2 separate regions of the Bos taurus genome follow, and region 2 is linked to region 1. Evidence: chromatin contacts called from public Hi-C data. All regions are on one chromosome and are shown on one strand. Each heading gives the region's core, a stretch centred on a gene start, on an enhancer-like site or on the middle of the called end of the contact. The rest is flanking DNA. Distances are from core to core; before and after follow the strand shown.

Region 1 (5,859 bases), core at 1,490-3,989:
CTGCCAATTACTAAAGTCTACCAGACAAAAAGGAGCCACTTTTTTTTTTTTTTTTTATAAAAGGGAAAAAAATGTTTCTACAAAAGCCTGGCCCTTTGTCTTTAAAAATATTCATCTCTTGGGTACTGAATTATAATAGTAAATACAGATGTAGCTATGTCCCATTAAAAGCACAGCCAAAATGTAGTACAAATGTTCGGGGCACTGGTATGTCACTTTAAATTGTAAAGTGTCACCCAAAACCGTCGAGTTGCTGGGGAGAAATTGGTATTGGCTCTGAGTCTGCAGCTCGCTGTTCTTTGGGTTCCCAAGAAGGTAACATTTGAGGCAAAAGTCACCCAGTGCCAATGTGCCCGTCTGCGTCAATCTGTTTTAACTTCCAAATTTTTTCATTCCCTGGTTACAAACATTTGAGGATAAGAAACAGCCAAGATGCCACTGCAAGTCCTGCAATAGGTTATTGTCAGCCAGAAACTGGCTAGCAAACAGCCTGGACCCAAGACACTGGTCCAAACCAGTTCTGAGCAACTTGGGGGTCTAACCCAACCTCTCTGATGCCAGCGTGGAGTAACTCTGGGGAAATGGCAAAGGTCAAATCGTTCAGAGTCCTCTGCGGCCCCTAGTGGAGCTAAAGGGGCTCTTTATACCTTTTTCCCATTGCCGGTTTTTCTTAAACTTTAGCTCTGTTTCTTTTCTTTCTTCCTTCTTTTTCAATTCTGATTTGCAAAGAATAGGGAAGCTTAGCCAAACTGCAATTTCAAAGTATTGCCTCTTAAGCCCAGGCCAAGTGTAGAGACTTGATAGAATTCTGATTAATGCATCTTATTACATTAATTTTCAGAGGAACCCACAGGCATTTCTCCTCCTCCGAGCGTGGCCTGGCCTGCCAGAAGCATTTGTCCACTTAAAGAGCTAATATCTTCAGCTCCCAACAACCATAAAACTGAAAACCTATCGGAAGAGTTGGCTTCTTTAGATGTGCATTCGGCCCAGTGCAAAATAGATACAGAACTTGGCTGAACTTTGCTTCAAATTTGCCAATCAAAACTCCCAAGCCCACGCCAAGTTGGCCATGAAACCTCGTGCTCGGAGCCAGCGCTAATTATGTCAACAAAGAAGCTCAAACGCAGCCCCCTTAAGTCCCGCACTCTGTGGGCGTCAGGGCGGCGGCGCCAGAGTGCAGGCATGCGGGCCCTGCTCAGACGGGCTCCATCTTCTCCCAGCTTCCTCCTGCAACCCCCAGGAACACCTCAGGCCCCAGCCACCCCTCTCATCATTGACAGTCTTCCTTAGAAATGAGAGACCATCTCACTGGGTGTTCCGGGGAGCCGACTCAGAGGGGAGATTTCCCGTGCGGGAGTTTTCTTAGGGTCAACACCTGTAGGTAAGATGAAGCTGGCAGAGAGGCTGAGCTGAGATGCAGCCAGCAGAGGGTCCCAGCCGACCTTGCAGGGGCCTGTGGAGCCAAAAGGGCCCATCGGTGTGTCAGCACCACCGCTCGGGCCAGTGTGGACAGGCCTTCATGCCCCCGCCTGCCTGGACTCAGCATCTCATGGACCGTCCCGGGAAGGCTGTGGCCTTGCCCAAGGAAGGACGTGCTCCTCTGCATTCGGTGCACCTGGAGGCCTGGACACCTGGAGGTCACAGGCCTCCCTTCCAGCCTGGGCATATCCCGGCTCCTCCCCTCCCTCACCATCGCAGCCCCCAGCACGAAACCCTCCCCTGTGAGTCAGGCTTGTCATGAGCTGTGCTGCAGCCCTTGTTCATCCGAGCCTTGGCGTATGGTAGAAAGCCCTGGAACCAGGCAGACCTGGATTTCAGTGTTATCTCTGCCATTACTGCTAGCTTTCCAGTGGGGGTAGTAAGGTGTCAGAGGTCAAATCAGTCAACCCTAAAGGAAATCAACCCTGAATATTCATTGGAAGGACTGATGCTGAAGCTCCAATACTTTGGCCATCTGATGTGAAGACCCAAATCACTAGAAAAGACCCTGATGCTGGGAAAGATTGAAGGCAGGAGGAGAAGGGGGCGAACAGAGGATAAGATGGCTGCATGGCATCCCTGACTCAGTGGACATGAACTTGAGCAAACTCTGGAAGATAGTGGAGGACAGGGAAGCCTGGCGTGCTGCAGTCCATGAGGTAGCAAAGAGCTGAACACAACTTAGCAGCTGAACAACAACAACAAAAGGTGTCAATGAGGCGGAAACAAAATAATGCAAGTCAGGCCTTTTTCTTGTGGTTTATCTTGTCCTGTAGCCTGCATCGTTGCTGTGACCCTCTGAGTACCTGCAGCAGACCTGGCACCCTAGCGGGCTCTCTGGATGCAGAGAACCCGTCTCTGCTGGCAGCAAGCATCGGGGAAGCCGCTTAAGCCTACGTGCCGACACTGAACAAGAACAGTGATGATCACCTATCATTTTAATGTCAGAAATCCAAGTGTGCAGTGCGGGATCGCCCTTGCCCACCCGCAACCCGAAGCTCTGGACATGTTCTCCTCTGCCCGCCCTTGACCAGTGGGAGTAGCCCGTCTGTGTGCAGGAGACAACGATGGAATCTCAGAAGACCCAAGGGTATTGTCTGGGGACACCGTGATACTCCTCGATCACTTCACCATCCTTTAAAAAAAAACTCAAACAAGCCATTGAGAAATTCTACCCAGAAGATTCCAGGCCCCATTCCTATTAGTAAAGTTGATGGTCGACTGCCAAGAAAACCTAGGCAGTTCTTGGGGTCAATAGGGCAGGATGACTGCACACCGCCTTCCTAACCCTAAAATATGCTGAGAACTCCAGTGAAAATAAAAACCCTGGGCCTTTGCTCAGGAAGGGGCCTCTTGGTTAAGTACAAAGCATATCCCTTATGTGAGTTTCCTTCTGCTACCATCACAAGCTAGGTGGCTTAGACAGGAATTGCTGTCTCACCGTTTAGGAGGCCAGAAACCCAAAATCAAAGTACTGGCAGGGTCTGTCTTGTTCTTTTTCTTCCCTGAGACTCAGAATCTGTTCCAGGCCTCTCTTGCAGCTCCTGGTGGTCGCTGGCATTCCTAGGCTTCACATCGCTTCAGTCGTGGCCACTTCCTCGCCTGACCTTCATCTCTCTGACCCTATATGTCCTTTTCCATCTCTTAAAAGGGCACCACCAGTCATTGGAGCTAGGAGTCACCTTTAGCCAGTATAAAGTCATCTTGATCTTTATCTTAACTCCACCCGCAAAGACTCTGTTTCCAAATAAAGTCACATTCTGAGCTTTGTAATGAGCGTGAATCTGGAAGAGCACTGTTCAGCTCCCCCCACCATGCCCTACAGCTTTCTGGGTCATTCCTCTTGGCCTGTTTGGCCATATGCATCTTTTATGAGTCAGGAGCTGTGGTTTAACCTCTACCCGCCCTTCCCTCATGGAGAGCTTCCTCTGTACCTAATGAGCAGAAGAATAAAAGAAGGAAACTGAGGCCCAGAACTGCAGACTGACTTGGGTCACACGGCTCGTCACGGGGGAGGCTGAGCTGGAAACCAGCCTCACCAGCCGTGTCCCGCCGCCCACGCCCCCTCCCTGCTCCCGCCCACCCGTGGTGTCTCCTTTTGAAAACCCCAAGGCAAATAAAGCAAACCAGTGGCAGGATTGTGAAACGCTGTGATGCTTGCCTTTGCCCCTGGTCTCATCTTAACAGCAACCAGAATGTTTACAAGGCTCAGTTATTCATTTTCCAACACTGTCCCAGGGCCAAGGTCAGGTGACTAGCGGTATTCTTGCACCCGTGCATTATTTCGTTTGTAGGGTTTAAAGTTGCCTTTGGGAAGCGCCAAGGTGTGTTTCATATTTCACAGACAAGGAACCGAGGCCTGGGGGAAAGTGGAATTCCATGGCTCACTAAACACCAGCTAAGACTCAGGCTTCTGAGTCCAACACATATCATTCCCATCCCCAGCTAGAATTTTAAATACTTTTTCTAATTAAAACATTATTAATTTTATCTGGCTGGGTCTGGTCTTTGGCACCCAGGATATTTGCCGCAGCGTGTGGGTTCTGTGTCCCGGCACACAGGTTCAGTAATTGTAACATGCAGGCTTAGTTGCCCTGTGGCATATGGGATCATCCTTCCCCGACCAGGAATCAAACCCGCGTCCCCTGCATTTGAAAGGAGATTCTTAGCCTCTCGACCCACCAGCGAAGTCCCTAGAACTTTAAATATTTAAGAAATGAAGACTTCAGAGTCTAGACACATGCCAGAACCCAGAAGCACAGATTTGCTAATCTGCAGCAGAGTGCTTTGCATCCTTCCATGGCTTTGCCTTCCAGAGTCACACTGCAGGGCCAAAGCTTTTTATAGGACAGCGTCCCTGTTGAACAGACACTTAGCATATTTAAGTTGGGATCCAGGGGAACCAGAGTGTTGGGGGAGATACCTAACGAAGGCTGTTTTCTCTTCAAGGATGCAGTAAAATTGAAAAGTAATCCCTCAAGGGCAGCCACTTGTAAATTAGGAAGGAAGGGGAAAAAAAAGGTCCCATAAAGACACATCACAAGGGGGTTTGACTAAGCAGAGGAACTGGAAAAAGAGAAAAGGAGGCTTGCACGTTGCTTGTAAATTGGTGAATAAATTCTGTTAAGGAAAGATTGGATTCACATTCAACGTGGGAAACAGGGAAAGGCCTTTTCTTGCACGCTGAGAAGTTTGAATACACTTTCAGGAGCTCTTCGTTATCTCAAATTAAATCTTAAATTGGGCTTGTGGTTCTCTGTGAATTAATACTCCGGCCTCTCAGCCCTGCTGCCGAGGTCATTCAAATCTAATGGTGGAAATGGTCGCAGGGTCAGCCCTTGGTCGGCGCTGTATAGAAGTGCCTTAATGATGCCCCAGACGTTTGCATTCTGCGGCCGGGTGGCTGGGCGGCGGGCACTGGGGTGGGGGAGGGCTGAGCAATTGCAGTATCGTACAGGCAGCCCATGTGAATGAGGAAGTACAGATCTCGGGCCATCCCACCGTTCAGCGTTGAAGCAGAGGGCCGGTGCTTTCTGAAACAGGAAGATGTAAGGGAAGCCACCCTCACCTGCATGTTAGCCATGGTGACCCACGTCTCAGGATGCCACAAAGGTGAGGGTCACCCATCCACGTGATCACATACATCAATCCAGAGACAGTCGGTTCTCTGGACAGATGTGGAAGAAAGGCTTCTCCTGAGGCATAAACAGACCTTGTTTGGTAAAAACAGCCCTGGCCCCTGATGTCAGGGAGTTTGCATAAATACGTGCATATATTCCTGCAGATGTGTGCATTTCAGCCCAGCCGAGTGTGCACTGGTGTGAAATGCACAGCGATACCTACTTCTCAGTGGATTCCTTGACTTCGCTATTTCTCTCTGCCCTGGTCTTTTTTTCTCCCTTAACTGGGATTGTCAAGCGCTCATGATCCTCCCAACTTGCTCATTGGTAAAATGGAAATAATAATAGGGCCCACTTGAGAAGGCCGGTGGATTAGAACAATTAATAAAAGACGGCCGGCACACAGTGCAGTTTCAGAATCCACTGGGGCTTGGCCTGCCGTGGAGGTTGCACCGTGTCTGTTGGTAGTACCTAGGTGTCTAATCACGTGCAGCACATAGTAGGACCTTAACAAATGCAATGTGTTGTTATACATTACGTTGCTATATATAATCGGAAGAGAAATTATTTTTTGGCATGTCACTTCTTTCTGTGCAAAATTCCTCCATTTTACAGATGGTGGCCGGGGGACCCGAGAGCTCCCGTTAAATACTTTTGTCAGGAGATTTGACCCCACGGCTGTTCTTTCAGGACCCCAGTCTGCCTCTCTGTGGGGCTTTAGCAGATCCATCTGCAAGACACATCAGCATCATTGAAA
Region 2 (5,832 bases), core at 929-3,428, 46 kb after region 1:
TCTCTCATTGTCAAGTGTCTGATCTGCCAGGCTGGGGATAAAAAAAAAAAAAAAGGCAACTCAATTTGTCAGGCTTTACATTAAGGCGAGAAGGTGTTTTGGTGACTTGTTCATCTTTTTTGTTCTCTTTCTTGGCTGTAAGGAATTGGCCTTGCTAATCTTCCCGATTCTTCATATTCTTTATCTCAAGGTGTGGGTACCTTCGAAAGCCCAGTCCATTTCACCAGCCACCTTTTATCGAAGAAGCTTAAAAAAGATGGAGGCAAACCCATAAGCAAGACTCAGTTTTCCTAAGCCACAGCGGCAATTTCCTGCTCAATTACAACCCTGGGTACCCTTTTAACTTGCTTGTCAGCAGAGGCTCCACGTGTCCCGGATAATCTTCCAGTTGGTGACAGGGTTATTGACTTACAGGTTTCTAGGGCATCTTCTTCCTTTTTTTTTTTTTTTTTTAAAGAAACGATACTCCCGGCCTCTTACTACTTTGTAGAAACTGGTTCCAATCCTTCCTCCTCCTGCTGTTCAGTCTGTGAGTACCTGGAGGTAATCACCCGCCCTCATCTGGTCCTACAGATTCGTTTTGTTTTGAGTTATGCCCACTTGGGGCCTCCAACCCTCTCTTATTTTTATAAACAGTCTCCATGATAATATATACACTCCAGATGGCTGGCAGCCAGCGTCTTCTCTGTTGTGCTGACGAAGGATTCATATTCCAACCCATTTACACAACGTCCTTGCCCCTCCTACCTTATAATCTTTTTATAAATTTCAGTTTACATTGTAACACTGGAGAACACTTAAAGTTCTGTTTCTTTCTCTCTTTTCCCATCCCCTCTTCTTTCTTCTCCCACCAGCTATCTTTAAAGCAGCTCTTAAACTTCTCATTTTAAGATGACACCTACCGAACATCCGTCTAAATAGTCTGTTTATTTACGGGCATGCCTTCTTTCCTGAACTTTGTGTTTCACCTGGAGTTTGCTCTGCTTTCCTTTGTACAAAAGAATGAATTTCCCGTTACTCTCCTGTGATAGAAACTCACCAATTCTCTGTTGTAATCAACAAATAGATGTTGAATGTTTGACTTTTTTTATAAAAAGGAAAAAAAGGAGTTTCAAGGGTAAGATCTGCCATCTGATGAATGTCAACTAAGTTTCCTCACTCACCTCTTTCTTCTCTCTCCTCCCCCCTCTTTAATTTGTTAATGCTCTCGACTTATTTTGCTTTGGATAATTTTCAAAGTACTGCTTCCTCTAGAGATCTCTAAAAGGCAGAAGTTCTAGCTCTTAAAGATTCGCCATTCTCAGAACAGCCCAGTTAGGGTGCCCTCAGGTTATTTATAACTGGATTTTATCTCAGAAAATTAACTAAAAGAAGATTAACCAAAAATCTAAAGGAAAATGCCTTAAACACCTCATCTATTATGCTATCCTCAAACAGATATTTTCATCTTAACAGCTTGGCAAACCCAGCGGAATGCTCTTTCTAGTTTGGGGCATAAAATAAGATAACACTCTGAATTCCTACAGGAAATCTTATAACCCCACTTAAAATTAAGGCATAAAGTATGAAAACGCAAGTTTCCTCCGTATAGTCTTATTACTCTGCCTGTTAACATAAGTGGTTCCTATTTCTGCTGGTTCGAAGAGCCCCAGGACATTTAAATACCTCTTCCAGCAACAAATACTTTTCCTTAAACACCCTCCCAGGTCAGGACTGAGTCATGATCTTCCCTCAGTAATGAGGAGGATCCTGCATTCAGACAACTCTTTCGTCTTCTCATTTATCCAGATGGAAGAGGAAGCCCGAAAAGTTAGTCCTACTTTATCCATCCAGGACTTCATTCATTATATTTCATTTCAGGAAAATTAAAAGGTAAAATCTTCAAACAGAATGAAAGGGCCTCATTGTTTGCTTGGCCTGCCTCCTCCCTCTGACCTGCCTCCTCCTCCTTCTGCCCTCCTGCCTCCTCCTCCCTCTCACCAGCCTCCTCCTCCCTTGGACCTGCCTGCCTCCTCCCTCTGACCTGCCTCCTCCTCCCTCTGACCTGCGTCCTTCTCCCTCTGCCCTCCTGCTTCCTCCCTCTGACCTGCCTCCTCCTCCCTCTGACCTGACCCTCCTCCTCTGACCTGCCTCCTCCTCCCTCGGACCTGCCCCCTCCTCCTCTGACCTGCCTCCTCCTCCCTTTGACCCTCCTCCTCCCTCTGACCTGCCCCCTCCTCCCTCTGACCTGCCTCTTACTCTCTCTGACCTGTCTCCTCCTCCCTCTGACCTGCCGCCTCCTCCCTCTGACCTGCCCCTTCCTCCCTCTGACCTGCCGCCCCCTCCTCCCTCTGACCTGCCCCCTCCTCCCTCTGACCTGCCCCCTCCTCCCTCTGACCTGTCTCCACCTCCTCTCCTTTTGCTTCACCTCTGCAGTTTCTCAGACATGCCAGGCGTGGCCCTGTCCCTGGGGCTTTGCCTTTGCCGTCTCTCTGCGTGGAATGCTCTCATCTGTCGCTGTGCGCGCTTCCCCTTCAGGTTCAGGGCGTTGCTCACACGCCCATTTCTCCGCACACTCTTTCCTCCCCGCTGACTATGGAATGAAGCTGCCTCATGCCTCTTTCCCGCCCTGCATCCTGTTTCTTCATCTTGCAGATGTAGACACAGCCCTGTGTGAACTTTTTGCTATTCCCTGCCCTCTAGAATATAAGTTTGGGGTTTCTGTCTTTTTTTGCTCCCTGGGGTGTAGAAGCGTGCTCAGCCATGACCGGCAGCTAGTCAGCACGTTAGCGCTTGCGCGTTCGCTATGCTGCGGTTACTGTTGGCCCCTGCTCCGCAGGGCCGCCGTGAGGACTGGAGCGGGCGCGTGTGCAGGGCGTGCAGCTCGCCTGGCCCCTGCGGGCTCGGTAAATGTCCTCAGCGTCACTCTTCCATTTCCTCTGCACCCCCTTCCCTCCAGCACCCAGCATCTTGGTTCCTATCCCAGCCAAGCTGCTGAGGTCAACTTCTTGAAATCCACTGGCAACACATTCTAAGTTCTATGATCCGAAGTATTTGTTCAGGCAGAAAAGCTCAGGGAGGAAAGCTGAGGAGGAGACGGAGGGCAAGGATTATGGCCTCCAAGGTCGCCGACCTCAGTCTCCTCACCTGGAAAGGGGCTAACAGCGCCTGCCGGACTGACTGCTGTGCTAATGGGGGCTTGATGAAGTCTGCATCTCACCTGGAGACACAGCGAGTATGTCCACAGATAGCCCTTCTCAAATTCCCATTGGTTTATTGATGCCTTAAGGACAGGATTACGGCTCACAATTTGTCAGGCTCTCTTCCACATCCCCAAACATCTAACACCATCCTGGATATCAAGTCAGCTCTCTCAAAAAAAAAAAAAAAAGAAAACCAGACTGGTGACAGATCTCTTGGTCAATAAACCTGATGTCTGTCCAAGAGACAACATCGTCATGCCCCAAACTGATTTTTCACAACCTGGAACCTCTCGAGTCTGCCGTACTGTTAACTGAGTTTAAACCTCTTATTTTTCTAAACATTTGGAACTCTTGTGACATGGTTTTTCATCTGACCAAAAATCACTGTTAAAATGTAGGAAAGTTGAAAGAGTGAAAACAGAGAGAAGATCCAAGTCAATGCTGCCATATGTAACCCAACAAACACTGATTTCAGGAAGGAAACCAGGATCTATTTTGTGGTTTATTTCATGATCGCACAGAGATGCTGGAGCAAGTCGGGCATCAGAAAAGCCGCCAGCCCCAAACAAAGATGTCTTTGCTGCCTTTGCAGTTTTCTCTCTTATTAACATGAAAACACTTTACATGGCTGGAAACATCTAAAGGCTGTTTTTTATTTTATTTTCCACTACTTCACTCTAAATGCTTCACCCCGTACCTGTGGAAATTAGACTGTCACCTGCTTTTCGCATCCTGTTTTCTTTGGTGTTTGTAATGAAGCCCTCTGGGAATCCGCGCGATTACAAAAATGAGTTACAAATCCTCATTCAGGGTACAAAAGTGTGTAGCTGCTTTCCTTCTCTGTTTAAATAGTCTACAAAACAAGAAATAATTAGTCAAGCACTATCGGTAATTAAGCACATAAGATGAACATTAAACAAACTGCAATCTTGCATCATTTTGAAGGTGGGTAGGCAGGTTTTCGCGTTTGGAATCCAGCCAAAACGCCCATCTTCATTCCCTTTGCTCCTTATTTATTATCGGCGAGGGAGTTCGCTTGCCTAAGCCGTGATGGACTCTCACCGGCGGTCCATCTGAGAGTTCACGAAAGTGTGAACCACTGTTTTTTGACAACCCGACCGCTGGGAGCGGAGGATTTCAAAGAACTTGATATATTGAGAGTGGAAAGACAGCGTGTTTCTCCAACATGGGAGTGTGTTTCAAAGTTAAGATAGGCTCACAATTCAGAGAACTGCCCTGCCTTCTTGTATATGATGACTTGCTCACAGAGACCTGTAAAACCCTGCTTCTTTCAGAACACTCTTCCTCATTCACTGCCCCTTCTTCAAGCCCCTGGGGCCTCTTGTAAAATTTTGTCTCCCGAGTCACCACTGCAACAAGCAAAAATCTTAAAAGAAGAAATTTTTTTTTTTTTGCAGTTTGATTTGGCCAGGTTTTTCTTGAAGGCCAGGGCTTCTAGAAAACTGATGTACAGGTTTTGGTCAAAATCTATTTTCGGGGAAAATCAGAGTCCCCAACCCATTTAGATGGGAGATGGAACATTCATTCCATAGACTCTCTGGAGTGCCTGCAATTGGGCGGCTTCCTTGCTGGGAGCCAAAGGAATAGGCTGAGTCCTGGAGGCGGTCACTGTCCAGCCTTAGAATCAAGCCTGATTATGACAGGACGCAGAGTATGCCTGTCTTGTCGCATTGCGTTCTTCCTCGTCCCGTGGTGTGAGATCTGGATGGATGGTATTTGCACGTGATACCCTGGATCTCCATTCATCACTCAAGAAGTCATGGCATGATCAGTGATTTTCCTTCAGATGGTTCCTATAGCGAGTCCTTGGTTATAAGCATTTTCCTCTGGCATTAGAAAGAACTGGCAGTCAGTCGTAATCTCCGTTTGATCTGTGATTTCTTTTTTTCCCATTAAAGGTAAATATCACAAGGCCAGCATTTCCTAAACGTGTGTAGTGTATGTCACAGCTTTCAAAGCCTTTGACAAGTATATCTAGGGAACTGGAACAGTACTGGCATTCCCACTTTACAGCTCCTGGGAACCAGGCCCAGAGAGGTTGAGTGACTTGCCCGAGATGGCTCGGTGATCTGACAGACCAGGATGAGCTTCCCTACCCTTTCTGTCTTTTCCATCGCACATGCCCCCCGATGAAGTACCTCAGACCCCAAAGATGTGAGCAAAGATCATGTGGATACCAGATGTCTTAATTTTTTTTTAATATAACGCTTGGGCATTCATGCATTCAGCAAAGATTCCCTGGGTGCCTGCTTTGTATGGGTCCTGCAAGCAGAGTATGTGATGGCGTGTGGAAGAGGCTACAGAATGGCAGGACACACACCTCTGTGGCTTCTGTCCACACAAGGAATCGCCACTAAACTGAGGACAGAAACCGCCTCCGTGTTCACCTTTCAGTGTCTCAGAGGCCCAGAAAATGGTGGGTGTTCAGGACGAGCTGATTTAGTAGTTGGTGACACCATGTCATACCTGGGACTCAGAAGGCCTCGGAAAATAGCGCTGTAACTTTGCTCCTGTTGAAGTTATCATAGCCTCACCTCAAGGCTTTGTGAACTTGAGTGAGCTCCCTAACGCATCTGGACTCTCTTTTTCTTGTCAGTGAATAGAGATAAAACACATTCAATGCAAGCGA

Evidence for each region. A called contact is a pair of places that touch in the nucleus more often than the background predicts.
Region 2: a Hi-C map of liver shows a contact between it and region 1, with 2.8 times the contacts expected there. The contact joins two enhancer-like sites. A contact is called at or near these places in 2 of 11 Hi-C or Micro-C datasets (liver and skeletal muscle).

The regions. Positions count from the first base shown.
Region 1 is chr18:5,833,627-5,839,485 of ARS-UCD2.0, forward strand. All of the region lies in intron 8 of WWOX (WW domain containing oxidoreductase), which reads left to right. Among named protein-coding and RNA genes, the nearest start is that of MIR2285AL, 260 kb to the left of the region's middle. Within about 2 kb of position 2,740, at least 6 of the 102 cell types and tissues checked have an H3K27ac peak or open chromatin away from gene starts, as enhancers often do. A contact at or near this core is called in liver, where this site is marked.
Region 2 is chr18:5,880,138-5,885,969 of ARS-UCD2.0, forward strand. All of the region lies in intron 8 of WWOX (WW domain containing oxidoreductase), which reads left to right. Among named protein-coding and RNA genes, the nearest start is that of MIR2285AL, 310 kb to the left of the region's middle. Within about 2 kb of position 2,179, at least 7 of the 102 cell types and tissues checked have an H3K27ac peak or open chromatin away from gene starts, as enhancers often do. A contact at or near this core is called in liver, where this site is marked.